Linked DNA regions of Sus scrofa: all the other regions are linked to region 2. A link is a contact called in public HiChIP or PLAC-seq data. All regions are on one chromosome and are shown on one strand. The core of a region is the stretch at or near the end of the contact, and the rest is flanking DNA. Distances in the headings are between cores, read along the strand shown.

Region 1 (2,700 bases), core at 92-2,591, 390 kb after region 2:
AAAATTTAAAAATTAAAAATTATTTGTTTAATATTATTTAAGTAGAGTTGATTTAGTGTTTCTTCAAGTTCTGTGGTACAGCAAAGTGACCCAATCACACACATGTCCCTCTGCGCCAAGGTGTTTAAATGTGACTTTTCCGAACACCGGCCGAACCCGGCAGGCTGTGTGAAGGGGGAGCGGGTCGTCTGGTTTTTGTGGCTCAGCATGGTACCGTGCTAAGGGAGTGGGGCCCTTGGTCTGGTGCCGCCTCTCTGTGATTACAGATGGGAAAGGCCAGGCCTTGGAATTGCCCGAGCTCGAGCAGCTAGTTATCAGCACAGCAGGGACTAGAGCTGAGTCCTAGTCTGCAGAAACCCATAGGAAGCTGCCCGCCATGAGGACTCCGGGACCCTGTGTTTGTGGGAGAGGCCCCTCCCAGGTCCGGGCTCAGGGAGGGCGCTGTACAAACAGTCCTGGCCTTTCTCGTATGGCTAAGAGAGAACAGCTTTTGTTTTAGGAAACTACTAGCTCCTAAGTATATAAAAATAGTTATCACTGAGAGCTTTAGGGAGCTTTGGGAAGTTGCACTGCATCTGGCTCAGAAACACTTGGCTGCTGCTGGTTAAACTGAGGCATAAGTCCACGAGGTGCTAATTGATGATCTATATACTGACCCTTCAAGCTGGGAGGAACTTGGACCAAATCTCAGTCTCGAGAAGTTGATGCTTAGATGCTGCATTTAGCTACTGCATGGCCGCAAACAGGGGGAACAGAGGGTTTCTTTTTAAACCGTGACAGTAGACTCAGCCCACCCCAAGCAGATACTCTTCTGGGTTGCAGAGAACCTTGTTGTGCAGTCACTACCCTTGTGGGAGGTGGGAGAGCTCACAGTGTTGGTTTCCAGAAGAGTGGGTCCGAGGTGGGGGGCGGAGAGCAGTTAAGAAAGCTCCCCAGGTATTTCGGATGATGTATAGAGGACGCCCTCCGCACACCCTCCCTCCGTTTTGAATAGATTGACTGTATAGAGCTGTGCCCCTCAAAGGGGAGGTTTGACAATGTACAATACTCCACACAGTTGAGGAAGGGACTTTTTTGGAACATCCTGGCTATAACAATAGTAGCTAAACTGGCTGAGCGGTGCCTAAATGCCCTGAGCTCTTTTAACTGCTTTGAAGGTTTCCACTGCTTTCATCAGTTTAACTGCTCTGTGCGTTGGGGACTCTTTCTTGTTCCATTTCTCAGCCGAGGGAAGGAAGGCAGAGACAGGGTCAGGAGTTGGCTCCAGCGAGGTTCAGAGCCTGGGCGCTACCTCCGGGACGCTCTGCCTTGTGCTGAAGCAGCTCCCTTCCAATTGAGGAACCTCCGAAGCCACTTAGCTCATGAGGCTGATTCAGAGCCTTGGCATTTTCCTGCTGGGGCACTTGCTCCGCAGCACGTCTTTGTCCCTTGGATCAGGACATCCAGAACCCTGGGGATGTTGCAGGGGTTCCGGAAATGCCTCCGGCCGGGCTGACTTCCCCAGGCGCCCTTCCCCACCCCTCACCATGGTGCTCTGCCTTGAGGGGCAGTAACTGGGCATAGCAGTAACGAACAAAAACGTCTCACGGTATGTGGCCAATTTAACTTACATATGCATACGTAAATTAAGATAATATATGCATATTATTTCACTGTAGTATTTCCTGTGGTTCTATATGCTATGTTTACTGTGACAGTAATCAAATTATTTAAAATAATTTATGGAGGTTAGGAACAGGGCAGTGTCTTACATATTGTTTAATTTTTACAAGGAAATTTAGAAATTGACTAATCAGTTTAGAAACATGTTGCTAGCAAATAGAGAAATGTATGACCTTTAAAAAATTAGTCATCTAGGAGAACCAAAGGGGGAATGAATAGCACCCTCTGTGTCATTACAAGAGAGTGGATGGTCGTACAAACCGTTACACCTGGGCGTGATTTGGAGGGACATTTTAACTGCGTGGCTTTGTAGACCATGGTACAGCTTCCGAATGCTCTGCATAGTTTGTTTCCCCCCCCTGCAGAAGTGTTTTATAAGGAGGGATATTTTAAATGCTGTTGGGTTTGTTTTGCAGCATCTTTCCAATTGCCTTTTTCTCATGAACACGTGAGCGGCTTCTAATTTCTGATTAATCTGTTCCCATGCTGAATATGAAGTTTCAGTTAAGAAGGCGTTTCTGCCTTGTTGGGGTGCAGGACTCTTTCCCTTTGTGGAGGAAAGGAACCTCTGCTCCAGAGTGCCCTCTGCTGGTGGCTCTGGGTTTTAGTAGCAGTCCCAGAGCCATCGCCCTGGAAGTAACAGACACAGGAACTTGAGAGTCAAACACTCTACGGTGGCCCCCTCTGCCCTGTATTTAGAGTGTAAGACAGGCCCCCCATTCCCCGCCCCAGGAGGAAGCAGCCCTGTCCAGGTCCTGTGTCCCTGCGGAGTTACCAAGCCAGCACCTTCAGGGCCTCTGCTGCATCACTGTGGTCAATACTTGAGCATGTTTTAAAACAGTGTACTAGGCTAATGCAACATTTATGAGGGCCTTGGGTTTTTTTTCCCCTCCAAGCAGGGAAACGAGCTGTGCTAAGTGGGAAGTTTAAAACTTTTCTTGACCTAATAAAGCCAAAGACTAATTACTCTGATCTGATTGATACCTAATACATTTTAGTTTTTACTTTATTTTATTTTTTATTTTTTTATCTTTATAG
Region 2 (2,700 bases), core at 49-2,548:
TGCGCCCCAAGAAAGCCCAGACCAGCAGCCAAAGCAGCGCACACGAATAAACAGATGAGCCGAGTTAGTCATCTCCACGCATAACCCCGCCCAAACCAACAGATACAGACATTTGCTCTTGCTCCTTTTTTGGGGGGTGGGGTGGGTGAGAGGGGGGGTGGTAACTGCACGGTTTAACTCCTCTGTAGAATATACCCTCTGATAACAGCTTTATTTTGGAGTATACCCTTGACAATAACTGCCTTTGGGCTACTCATCACAGCAAAAAGCCTGCATTGCAATAGATAACTTAAACATACATCAACAAAGGTGTGCTGAATGCTCTAACTCTGAACCAGGAGGGACATGTGCACCACATCTGGCCCGTTCTGCTTTATTTTTAGGATAGCTCACCCTCACTAACAGCTGGTTATCAGTGTTTTCTCTGCAGAGGAGAGGTCTTGAAATCCCAATGAACTGCAGGAAAAGCTCAAGCCCTGCTTCCCAGCCGAGAACAATGCCGTCACCCTGTAAACTCACAAGGTTCTCCGACTTCTCCACCGGGGCTCAGAAAAATTGACAGTGTAAAAGTGAACCGAGTCTGATTTAAAAAGATGAACTCAATGTCAATGATGCGTGGGGCAAAGTCAAGAATAAATCCAAGTACACGTAAACATTTGTCAGTTTGGGAATGTAATTCAGCTCTTCTACAGAGGAACTAAAACACCGAAGGTTTCATGATGGAATCATTCTATTAAATTCTAGATCTGGAAGGAAGACAGTCTCTTTACACAACAGGTTAACCATTAAACAAAGTTTTAAATATTGAAGAGCAGTGTGGCGGGATGTCTAATTTTTAAAATCTTATTTACCAAGCTGTACTATTTACTGTAAATACCCAGACTCCATATTTCATGTGCCTGCCTGCAAGTCACGAGTCAAAATGCTCTAAGCACAGAGCTCTGGACGGTCACATTCCTAAGGAGGCCTGAGCGATGGAAAACACCTGTTTCTTCTATTAATAGTGAGCTCGGTCTTCAGGGCTTGCATGGGTCTGGATGCCTCCTTAGCATGGGGAGGAAATACACAGCAAAGTGGAAAAGCTGAGCAGGTTGGTAGAGAAATAAAGGCTGTTGCTGGGTCGGAGAAATACACTTCAGTATCTATTATGAATGCCAGCCAAATAATTTATTCCTTCCAAAAAGAGAACGCATGAGAGGTCTTTCACGTTAATGAATAAATCCAACACACTCTCTGGGAAGCTAAATCTGCAGCTGACCCCGCTGTGTCTCCAAGGTGACTCCTGTGTGGCACAGTGTGGCCTCTGGGTAAAGACGGCCTGCTTCTAGTTCCAGGCTCTGTCCAGTTTGGGCTGCGTGATCTTAATCAGCTTGTTACCTGACCTCTCTGAGCCTCAGTTCCTCCTCTGTGAAGTAAGGAGAATAACCAGACCTGTTCTCATGTGCAAGTCACGTGCAAGCTAAAGAAATGGAAGCCACAATCGCTGAAAACCGGCTCAACAGACACTGAGCGATCTAGTAGCCATTTATCATCTGCTTCTCTCTTGCTCTGCTCTGAAACTGAAATCTGGAAGCTAACATAGACCCTTCTCAGAATCCCATGCAGCTAGGGATTCTCTTAGCTATTTCTAGCCAATGAAATGTGTGAGAAAATGAGACAGGGAACCAGAAGTGTACGTGCCGTAGGAGGTGTCTCTCTCTCTGTGCCGGGGCTGCGGGTAATTTTATTTCTTCCTCTTGCTTTGTATTGGTACTCAGCCAGAATTTTTCAGACTAGATATGGAAAATTTTGTTTTTTTCTCAGTATAATAGAGAAAAAACAAAGTTACAAAACAGATAAAACTACATGTAATGGACATAGAAAAATCTAAACTCACCTCCAATTTATTCTGCTTAAAAGAAGCTAAAAAATTATACTTATCAGGAGTTCCCACTGTGGCTCAGTGGGTTAAGAATCCAATTGCAGTGACTGGGGTCTCTGCAGAGGTGCAGGTTTGATCCTGGCCGGGCCTAGGGAGTTAAAGGATCCAGCACTGCCATAAATATGGCCAGGATTCAATCCCTGGACTGGGAACTTCCATATACCACGAATGTGGCCATAAAATAAAATTTTAAAAAACTACACTTATCACCTACTTCACAAAGCAAATACCGAGTACAAAATGAATATTTGTAATAAAGTCCTTCCATTATCATTAAAAAAATTAATGTACCTTTTAGACATTAGCCTAAAATGTATAAGGATATACCTCCTGCTGATAAAGTAGTTTCATGGCTGAAACTCTGATTAGAAGACTACCAGCAGCACACACAAAGCACAAACCCACACAAAATGCCACAAAACACAAAACTTGGGAGAAATAGCTGAGGATAAGCAGTTTTTAAAAAGCCCCACGATAATAAATTATAACCCCTAAGTGGTTGCGGTTTCTCACGAAATGTCTTACCTGTTTTTCATTAGCCTCAGCTCTCGTTTGCGTGTTGCCTCCTCTGCTAGTTGCTGGGGGCTGTGCAGGCTTCCCGGAGAGGCAGCCATCACCACTCCCTGAGGCAAAGCAGTAGTCGGAGCTCGGATCTGATAAGTCGGCATGTCACCAGTGGCAGCTGCAATGAAATAAAATACCACAAGTTATTTAAACAATTTACCACTTGATATTTTATATAAAATTGATCTGGAAATAACATACTTCTTTTTACATGT
Region 3 (2,700 bases), core at 201-2,700, 430 kb after region 2:
TTTTGCCATTTCTTGGGCCGCTCCCGCGGCACATGGAGGTTCCCAGGCTAGGGGTCCAATCGGAGCTGTAGCCACTGGCCAACACCAGAGCCACAGCAACGCAGGATCCGAGCCGTGTCTGCAACCTACACCACAGCTCACAGCAATGCCGGATCATTAACCCACTTAGCAAGGGCAGGGATCGAACCTGCAACCTCGTGGTTCTTAGTCGGATTTGTTAACCATTGTGCCACGACGGGAACTCCCCCAGAGACCTTTAAATTCCCTAAAACTAGGTTTGGAGGAAGAGAATTGTCTGTCTGTCTCTCTCAGCTCTTACTAGATTTTGCTTTCTCTTTAAGTTACACACGTGGCTGTGAACAGTGATAGATCCTTTAACCCAGACAGCCATGGGATGTTGGAGGAGCAGGGCGAGCAGGAGGCTGGCACCTGCAAAGCACGGGCAAAATCCCAGTGCAGACCCTTCAGTACTGGGAAGGGACGGGGTCAACACAGGATGGTGTTTTGAAACAGAACTTTTTTATTATGGCCAGGAAATTTGCCTGAGATGCTGTTTAGCTGGGTCTGCCCTGGCCTTCATTGATGCATCTGTCACTCTAGGTGAGGGCTGTGAACAAGGCATCCCCTTCTTTCCCTGGCTTTCAGAAACTCAATCCCTCCCCCTCACTCCCTTCTGTGGGACCTTAGAACATTAAAGCAGCAGGTAATTTCTCCTGCTGAGGACGGAGCTTATTATGATTCATTACTTTAACAAAGTCAGCATAATATACATGTATTTCCTGTGGGAGTTAAGAATAAACATGAGCTATGGTTGCTCAGTTTTACATTTTCAGCTTCGTTTGCCAAGACCATAGCCCTGAGGCTGGACATTCAGCTGTCAGTCCAGTTGGGTACATCCAACTGGACTGGACTAGAGGGGGGGGGGCGCCCTGGCTTTGTCCTGTGCCACCCACATGTGAGCACATTGATGCTTAGAATTATCTGCTGCAAATATATCTCAAATACACTAGATGCAAAGTCATCTGAGATCCTTATGCATTTTTCAGTGTCAGAGGCGGCAGATAAAAATAATCTCTTTGCATCATGTTCTCTTGGCTTAGGAATGAATTAAGTGACACCACTGCAGCCCCAGGCTGTCATGCTGCTGTTGGCATAGCCAGTGATCTCGCCAGCCCTGCTTGCTCTGGGTATTGATTCATTTTAAGAAACTGGAATGACACTTGGAGCACAACCCCTTTTTTCTTTAGATATTGAATTCTAATTTCTGACCTGTCAGCATTAAGTTAACAAAGATGGTTTCTTCTGGCTGGTTTGCCCTTAATGATTGGTTCATTTTAACGTTTGGATTCTCTTCTTGGATTTCCAAATCCGTTTCTCAGCCTAGATGTCAGTAATTGCTATGTGCTATTTATTTATTTATTTGGGCTGTACCCGCAGCATGTAGAATTTCCTGGGCCAGGAATCAAACCCATGCCACAGCCGTAACCCAAGCTGCAAAAGTGACCATGCCAGATCCTTAACCCTCTGCATCACCAGGGAACTCCTGGGCTAGCTATTTATAGTTAATTATATTTGTAGATTGCTTCTGAAAGATCTGGGGCAGATGTTTTTGTTGTTGGATATGCAGATCAAGGTCTGGTTTCAGATTAGTTCCAAACAAAAGTCTGGTTCAAAACTTCCATCTTTAGTTTCGAAAACCCTCAATCCCATTTATGTGTGTGTGCCCTATTCCCCCTCTTCCTGCCTTTAAGGGCGAGGGGAAGGTAATTAAGCCCAGGAGCAGAACAACAGCAAAGGAGGAGCCCTCAGTGGACAGATGGTAGTGGGTGAAGAGTAGCTGTTGAAACTTGAGTAGCTGTTGAATCTTGTTGACTCATTCCTCTACCGCCATCTAGAGTCTGGTAGTGATACTGCCTTAACTCCTGTCCTGTGACAAAAAGCCAGTTGAGGGTCTTAGATACTGTATTGTGTTGGCAAAGAGTGACGAGCAGTTTCTTGCTACTTGACTAGCCACGTAATTAATTAGTCTATGGTGCATGAACACGCATGCTAGGGATTTAAGAAATCATTAGGGCCTGAGTAATATACCTCCTATACTTCAACCGGGGTTTTTGGAGGATTGGCTTTTATTTAGAAGTACATTTAGAAGTAAATTAGGTGCTTCACGAGACTCTGTGAGTGTGATTATCCTCTGACTGGTTTGCATTGCTCTCTCTATTTTCATAAAGACAGGCTGAGATCTTTATTATTAATCACTTGCACAGATGATATTAATACGGGAAACTCCTCCAGGCAGGTTTTCTTTAAAACATGATTTCCCTGGCAGCTGTGGTTTTACTTAGCTTGTGCCCCTGCTCGGTAGGACACCTTTGCGGAAAGATGCCCTTCCTTCTTTTGGGCTCTCTATTTGTCTAAGCACATGTAAACATTTACATAATTGATGAGGCGGTTCTGAACTGTCTGCAGATTCTCTCTAAGCCGTTCCCGAGAGTAGGACAGAGAGTACTTGAGAACCCAGAAGTGCTTAGGAAAAAGTCTTTAATATTTTCAGAGAAAGGTTCACTTGGGATGATGCTCTTAATAGCCTCATCTGGAAGGATGGGTGGAGCAGCCAGTAATTTGGCTAAGAAAAAGGTTTTGATTGCATTTGCTATTGATACAGACATTGATATAAATATATTAAAAGCACTCTTTTTGGAA

Evidence for each region. HiChIP or PLAC-seq counts read pairs in DNA pulled down with a chosen protein or histone mark.
Region 1: a contact with region 2 is called in an H3K27ac HiChIP or PLAC-seq map of skeletal muscle. The contact joins two enhancer-like sites. A contact is called at or near these places in 2 of 47 Hi-C or Micro-C datasets (mesenteric adipose tissue and retroperitoneal adipose tissue) and 1 of 2 datasets of contacts at active chromatin or transcription factors (skeletal muscle).
Region 3: an H3K27ac HiChIP or PLAC-seq map of skeletal muscle shows a contact between it and region 2. The contact joins two enhancer-like sites. A contact is called at or near these places in 11 of 47 Hi-C or Micro-C datasets (embryonic fibroblasts, epiblast stem cells, fetal skeletal muscle and 7 more) and 1 of 2 datasets of contacts at active chromatin or transcription factors (skeletal muscle).

Annotation. Positions count from the first base shown.
Region 1 is chr10:57,503,077-57,505,776 of Sscrofa11.1, reverse strand. The region is part of intron 1 of PARD3 (partitioning defective 3 homolog); the gene reads left to right. Among named protein-coding and RNA genes, the nearest start is that of PARD3, 96 kb to the left of the region's middle. Within about 2 kb of position 1,341, at least 28 of the 83 cell types and tissues checked have an H3K27ac peak or open chromatin away from gene starts, as enhancers often do. A contact at or near this core is called in skeletal muscle, where this site is marked.
Region 2 is chr10:57,891,004-57,893,703 of Sscrofa11.1, reverse strand. CREM (cAMP-responsive element modulator) reads right to left here. Exons shown (of 8, transcript XM_021064986.1): 7 at 2,447-2,603. Among named protein-coding and RNA genes, the nearest start is that of CREM, 63 kb to the right of the region's middle. Within about 2 kb of position 1,298, at least 11 of the 83 cell types and tissues checked have an H3K27ac peak or open chromatin away from gene starts, as enhancers often do. A contact at or near this core is called in skeletal muscle, where this site is marked.
Region 3 is chr10:57,459,396-57,462,095 of Sscrofa11.1, reverse strand. The region is part of intron 2 of PARD3 (partitioning defective 3 homolog); the gene reads left to right. Among named protein-coding and RNA genes, the nearest start is that of PARD3, 140 kb to the left of the region's middle. Within about 2 kb of position 1,450, at least 3 of the 83 cell types and tissues checked have an H3K27ac peak or open chromatin away from gene starts, as enhancers often do. A contact at or near this core is called in skeletal muscle, where this site is marked.